Linked DNA regions of Anser cygnoides: region 2 is linked to region 1. A link is a contact called in public Hi-C data. All regions are on one chromosome and are shown on one strand. The core of a region is the stretch at or near the end of the contact, and the rest is flanking DNA. Distances in the headings are between cores, read along the strand shown. Region 1 overlaps RYK (receptor like tyrosine kinase). Region 2 holds the start of SLCO2A1 (solute carrier organic anion transporter family member 2A1).

The links. A called contact is a pair of places that touch in the nucleus more often than the background predicts.
Region 2: a Hi-C map of fetal liver shows a contact between it and region 1, with 1.9 times the contacts expected there. The contact joins the promoter of SLCO2A1 here to the enhancer-like site in region 1. A contact is called at or near these places in 2 of 7 Hi-C or Micro-C datasets (fetal liver and liver).

The regions. Positions count from the first base shown.
Region 1 is chr9:11,549,059-11,552,545 of Taihu_goose_T2T_genome, reverse strand. All of the region lies in intron 9 of RYK (receptor like tyrosine kinase), which reads right to left. Among named protein-coding and RNA genes, the nearest start is that of RYK, 41 kb to the right of the region's middle. Within about 2 kb of position 1,740, at least 1 of the 3 cell types and tissues checked has open chromatin away from gene starts, as enhancers often do. A contact at or near this core is called in fetal liver, where this site is marked.
Region 2 is chr9:11,602,521-11,606,007 of Taihu_goose_T2T_genome, reverse strand. SLCO2A1 (solute carrier organic anion transporter family member 2A1) reads right to left here and starts at 1,559. Exons shown (of 14, transcript XM_013186315.3): 1 at 1,261-1,559. The coding sequence starts at 1,350.

The DNA.
Region 1 (3,487 bases), core at 491-2,990:
AAGCTTTTGCGGCTTGTTTTCTTTTTGTATGGGATCTGTGAGGTTATTTGATCTGAATATGGCCACTCATACAGGTAAACAGGAGAGAATGGGGGGAAAAGAAAGGGGAAAACCTCCCACAGGGCCATAAACCTCTCAAATCAGAATAGCCACAACAGGAGGCCGCAGTCTCACATGCATTAGATTCGTCATCAGGAAACAGTGTTGAGTTGAAGCTGAACAATCCTGGGCAAGGCTTGTTGCACATCATCTTCAAAGCCCTAAAAAAAGCTAAACTTCCCTTTGAGATATTAATGCTATTTGTGATTGGGAATACCTCTGTACTCAGCAATCCATGGAGCTGCGGCCTGATGATAGTGAGCTGAGGTACAGTCAGGACACTGCTGCTCAGCCCTGAGAAAGCATCATCTATTTTCACAAAGCTGTCACACATCAACAGCTGAGTACTTGAATTGCAAACAAAATGGAGATGACATGAGTTAGGACAAATATCTGGGAGACAGCAGTGATTCTAGATGTTCAGTTAGGACAAGAAGGGCCCAATTTTTGTAAGGTGCTCAAAAGCAAGACCAGAAGCGATTTAAGACAGATGATGTAGGTGCCTCCCAGAACTGTGAAGATGATCTTACCCTTGCTGTTACAAGGCAATGACTGGGAAAGTCTACCTTGGGGCACGGAGCAAGAACAGGCTAGGATTTCTGGAAGCTTTGATATGGCTACAAGTTTATCTCACACTATTACGTTATTTGTATACAGCCAGGCACAATGGGGCTCTTGGCACTGCCACTTTCATGTATGAGGCTAATCTCCCCACACAATTCTGGCAAGCGTTTTATGTGCTGAGGCCCCTCCTGGTTCCTGGGGACAGAGCACCTACTTGCTTTTTACCCACTTCCAGGATCCCATCTGCAAAACTGTGCTTTAAATCCTCATTTACCAGCACTGTCAGTCACATGAATCATCATGACACAGCTGACATGTTTACAGGGAGTTTTGCGATGACACAAATTGCACCTATTTGCTTGCTACGAGACTGGGTGCTCCAGCAATGGCAGAGCATCATGCCGTGCGTTCACTGGGTGGTTGTACGTCAGGAAGAGTCGCTCCACACCTCAAATTACCCACCAGAGATGAAAAGCAGCAATTACTTGAATATTGCGCTGGGTTATCTGATTAGCTGGATGGCTTTCAAGAACAACATTTTAGGTCAGATCTTCCAGAATCACAAATTAGCAAATGCTGTATTACAGCTTCAGACTTCAGATCGCACCTCGGTCATTAAAATAAATTACTTCAGAGAGCAGGAAGGTAAAGAAAAAGCACAACGTAACCAAAGGTTTCAAAATTCAAACAAGATATTCCAGAGCCTTTCCATAGCCTACTACAGACAGCAACACACAGCAATTTCTTTCAGCATTCCTATCAGAAGTAGCTCCACAAAGCACAGCAGCTAGGCAATCAAGGCTTCCAGTGAACACGACTCCTGACAGCAGCATCTGAAAAGATACTTTACCTAAAGCTTTTCTCACTTTTGGACCCATCTGTGGTGTCTTATTCCTATGCCAACTTCCATCTGTCTCATTACAAGCTTGCACAGCAGACTTTCCCTAACATCAATGTATTTATACAATCCACTTTATATATGGCTATCTGTTTTCACACGGGTTGTACTACTTCAATTATCTTTCAAATTTGCAGGCTTTGCCAAACATACTGTGACAAAGTCCACTAGCTCAAGTTACTGAAGGGAGAAAAGCACATGGGCAAGCACAGCAGTCCCACACTGTGTCCATAGGAACTGAGACTAGGAAATTAAAATCCTGACTGTAAATATTCAGCTTGAGGTGAGAAATACTCCTACTATCAACACGTTCTTTTTAATTACTGCTGCTTCTGCAGAACAATTCATTACATAAAATTTCTCCCAAGGCAGAATTCAATCACAGTTCAAAGATTACACACATCTGAATACTGCTTTAACCCTTCTCAGCAAGTCTTTGGTTTTTGAAGAAATTGAACAATCAAAGACTATCCTGAGTTCACCTCTGTTGCACTGGTAGACATTTTTAGAACTTGCCTTCAATAGGAGAATGAGCTGTTAAAGGAAGTTAGGAGCTATAAATCAAATCAAAATGAATGCAAGTAGTCACAATCCAATCTACTTTTTATAGGGGGAAGAGGACATACACGCACAAACACTGATGCTTTAAAACTTCAGGAGGTCCCAGCAGTGAGTGACAAGTTAAGGTAGATGCCAGCAACATCTGATCTGCCCACCACTGAAGTGAAGGGGTTAAAAAAAACTTTGCTCCTCTTCACAGTTCTCTTACAGGTGCAAGTCTGAGAGAGCTACAGAGCCATTCAGGTAAGGGCTGTACTTTCACACATCAGCTCTCTGCTTTACAAGGCAACCACTCATCGTACAGACCTCAAATACCCGATGTTAAAACAAACATCCATCCAACAACCCAAGGAGGCCACGGAGTAGGTCACCATGCTTAGTGTTGTTAGAATTCCAACACAGCAGGATTTCTCCTCCGATCTTAATAGCAAAGCTATTTCTAATGTTTGTTTCCATGCCACAACCACACATTTATTTTCCAAAGCAAGGCAATTTACATTTTCAAATTCAAGCCCAATTTTAATGCATTCTGGAAGTGATTCAACACAACGCCACTAAAGTGGGGAATGCTGTTCTGGTTTTCTTACATTACAAATGTACACACAGATTTAAACCATAGAAAAGAGCGGAGCGAAGCATGATTTGGGAGTAGTGTTATTTGCCTACTTAACAGTGGAGGAACCTGGAGGCACAGCAGCATACAGCAACAAGTCAAAGGCTCTTTGCTCAGCAATCCGTTCAAATTAAATCAGAAAGTAAAAAATGAACCTGAAGTAGAACTGGGGAAGGAAGATAACTGCTTTAACGTTTCAGTGTCTGCTGAAAGGGCAGCAGATAACAGAAGTGAAATACAAATTTACAAAGAGTTAAAACTAGTACTTAAGTGTACTTCGGATTATGAAAGGGCAATCTTTTCCTGCAGAAACATATAAAATAGCAAATATTTAAATTAAGACATTTAAGTGCAGCACTTTTTTTTAAATGTAGATTGTACTCTTTAAGGTCTCTCAGTATACTTTCTTAATGAACTAGGACTGAATAACATACAGTACATTTTTATTTTTTTAGTCAACTTCCATGAATTTATTACTTTTCCCTAATTATTTAAATTCATGTATCCTCCCTCTATGATGAAATTTAAGAGAACTTCAAGAAGAAGCAGAACTCCTTTCTTAATTTTTTTTTGTTGTAAACTGTCTTTTAAAGAAGCAGGATCATGCACTCTGATTTTGGGACATTAAGTACTTTTTATTTATTTTCAGAAGATGTTTGTATGTGTGGTAAGGCATTTAGAGAATGAACTTAAACTTGTAAATTTTAACAGTGTACTGCTTCCGAATGTAAAGTCAATGCAATTTTAAAATG
Region 2 (3,487 bases), core at 310-2,809, 54 kb before region 1:
GCATGGTGCTGGCGTGGGGCTGCATTAAAATGAGGTTTATTCCTCTCCATTTAGAAAAAAAAATATATATATATTTTTCTTCAAAGAGCTTCTTTCACTCTCCAGCCTGCCCGTGGTGCAGCTGTGTTTGGACTGGGGGAGGCTCGGATGGCACCTCCTGCTTGTGGGGTCACCCTGCCTGTGACATCCCAGTGCCACCTGCCACTGAGGGGTCCTGAATGCAGCCCCTGACCAAGCATCCTTGGAGAAATGAATTTACATTTGGTGGCGGTGGGTTGTTTTTTTTTTTGTTTTGTTTTTTTGTTTTTTTAATCCCTGTAGTTTTATGGCCTCAGAAAAAGCACTGATTAGCAATGCTTTTACAGCTTCACCCACCTGAGCCATGGTCACTACCAGCACAGCCTGAAGGAGGCTGGGGCCACCTTTTTCACCAGTCCCCTCTGCCCCCCCCATACATGCAGCTCTCCATTATCCTATTTATAACCTGGGGTGATCTCGAGCTCTTCCTCCTGCAGCTCACAGCCAGAAAGGGCCATCAAGCCACCCGCTGAGACAGCAGCAGGGACCTTCGGGGATGTGGGACTGGATGGACTGGCTGCCAACGCACTCCTGGGGCGATCGCCCGCGAACCCAAAGCATTGTCACTTGGCAACAAATAAAAACCAAACCCATCCCGGGCCGTGACGCTTGCACCCCGGCTTCCCAAAGCTGTGCTTAGCTGAGAAGCGCAGACAAAGCCGTCCTCACAGCACTGCTGGCACGCTGCAAACCTACACCCGTGTTCGATAACGCCAGTGGGAAGCACACCCAGGCAAGGGGTCCCCCTCTGCCACAGCTTTCTCCTGCTGTGAGCCCCAAAATTGCGCCTGGCTGTCTCAAACACTGCAAGGCAAAGCAGGAAAGTCCCCCTCCCTGCTGGGGATGTGCCAGCCGGCCCTGCCGTTCACAAACCACCCTTCTCCCCACCAAGGCTTTTCAAGCGAATCGACGTTATTATAGGGCAGTGTTTTCCTTTAGCACCAGGATGTGGTTAATCATTCCCTAAGCGGCGGCACACCGTGTCCTGGATGCGACAGGCAAGCCCCGCAGCCCACGGCACACTGAGCCCCTGGTCCTCCACGGCGTTATTCGGGACCAAAGACGTGAGATTCGTTATCTGCACCTTTGCAAGCAGCCTTCGCTTTACCAGCAGCTTGCACCAGGGCTGCTCTCGGGGCCAGCCTCCTCCTCCCGCATCGCCGCTGGAGCACCGCTCCTTACCTTGATGTTGCAGAAGATACCGCGGGAGCAGGTGCTGGAGCTTTTGGGGACGTCAGCTGGGGACTTGCTGGCTTCGGGGTGGACTCCCATGGTGTGCTGGCCTCCCTGGGCTCCCCGAGGAGCTGGGCTCTGTGTGCAGGCTCCCGAGACGGTGAGCGCTCGCCAGCGCCGTCCCGCTCTGTCCCGTCCCGCTCCGAAAACCCAGCGAGCCCGTGAGTGAGCCAGGCAGCGTGAGCGCAAAGTTTTTATAAGTCTGCTCTCGGGAGTGATGATGAAACCCTTTCTCCTCCCTCTTTTCCTTTGGGTGTAGAGGGAACTTTAAAGCTGCAGGAAGCCAACACGAGCGCGCGGCAAGCCGCTGGGCGCCCACCGGATCTGGGCTTTTTGGGGATGAGGACTGTGGTGAGAAATCCCTCCCTCTGGCAAGGAGTCACAGAGGAAAAAACAAACACCACCAAAAAAAAGCCCCAAAACTCCTCCTGCTTCTCTCTCATGGAAAAAACTGCATTTGTGTGGTTCCTGGGCGCTGTTTTAAGTAATACCTCTCTGGGGCTTTGTTTATGCAAAGCACTGATTTATTATCATGAGAGAGAAAAAGTGTCAGAGGGAGAAGGGCGGGGGGAAGCCAGCTTCAAGCACTCTGTCAAAATTATCTTCTTTCCCCATATGAAGTGGGGAAGTGGGAGAGAGAGACGGATAGGTGTGGAGGACCCCCTGGGAAATGGGGTGGCCTGAGCCCGGAGAACCCAAATCTCACCTCCCTGAATGGTTTCTCTGCTGCGGGAGTACTGGTGGGTCCCGGGGAGGGGGTCCCCACCGAGCACAGGGTCCCACTGGCACCCCAAGGTCCTGCTCGGGTGGGTGGCTAGAGCAGAGCAGTGCCAGGGTGGGGGGCAGCACTCCCTACAGGATGTGGATTCCCCCAAACCCATGGGATCCTTGGCAAAGGAGGGCAGAGATGCCGAGGAGCTGGGTGAAGGGGCCCTGCTGTCACCGGGCGCCACCAACGGGTGGCTGCTCACCACGAGAGGGTGCCTTGCGCCCGTGGGAGAGGGACCCACATGCTCCCCTCTGCTGTTGGGGCGCAGCACCAGTCCCACCAGCCATGGGGCTTGAGAGCGGTGCAAAAACCCACATGGCCAAGGGAAAATGAGCTACTTTTCGGTGTCTGCTTCCTGATGGCCGGAGAGCACCAGGTACAGGGACAGGCGGACAGTCCCTGCCTGCAGCTGGCGAAGCAAGCATCCTTTTTTCCAATCTTTTTTCCCCGCTTTTGCTATTCCCATCCCCAGATTTGCTGGGTTTGGGGTCAGGATGCAATGCCAAGCCCTGCTACCCATCTCTCAGCTCTAAGAGATGTGATGGCACCGAAATGTCGACATCGCTGATAGGAAAGCTCAGCTCAAGAATGCAGACAGCTCCTCTGCTCACCCCCCTTGAGCCCCATGTGCTGCTGATCCCATTTTTCAGGGAATTCCTAGCCTGCTGGCGAGCAGCTCCGTCATTTCCGTTTATTCTGCAGAACCATGACGCTCACTTTGTTATAACAACCAGCTCCAGCAGCAGCTGCTGTCGCCTTTCCCTGCAAAATCTCCTCTGCGCAGCGAAGTGGTGCGTGGGGCTGGCGTCCCCATGCCAAGACCCCCACCAGAGGCAGAAAAACGCCCACTCCACACACTGCCTTGGTCCATTCCCACAGAATTAAGCTTCCAGTGAGGTTTTTCCCAAGCAATGAGCATTGCCCAATACTTGGCAGCTTATCTAGATATAGGGTATAAGACAAGCAAAGCTGGCAAATCTAAATTGAAAAGGCCAGTTTGGGGGTTTCAGCTATTAGTGGCATGCACGGCTTAAGGACTTCGTCTTGCAGCGAAAGCCCCGAGCTAGCTCTGCTCTAACAAGGTGCTGGAATGGGGTTCCAAGTCCAAAGGGATTATTTCTGTGCTTAAAAACACAGCTTAAGTGTGAATTCACATGACTGACTTTTGCGCTTCATTTACACGAGGTGTTTACCCATTTAAACATATATTTATAGCTTACATGGAAGCATGCAGCATCTTCCCCAGTGTCCCCAAAACTGCATGGGACCATCACAGAGCATCATCACATCTCCAGACTTCATCCTGCTGGAAGAGAAATCCCAGCCCTCGGACACTAAGTTAGCTCCTGTAGGCACAGCTCTTTTACTTCAACACGGCTTTTAAATGACGGACCTCTGACAACAGAT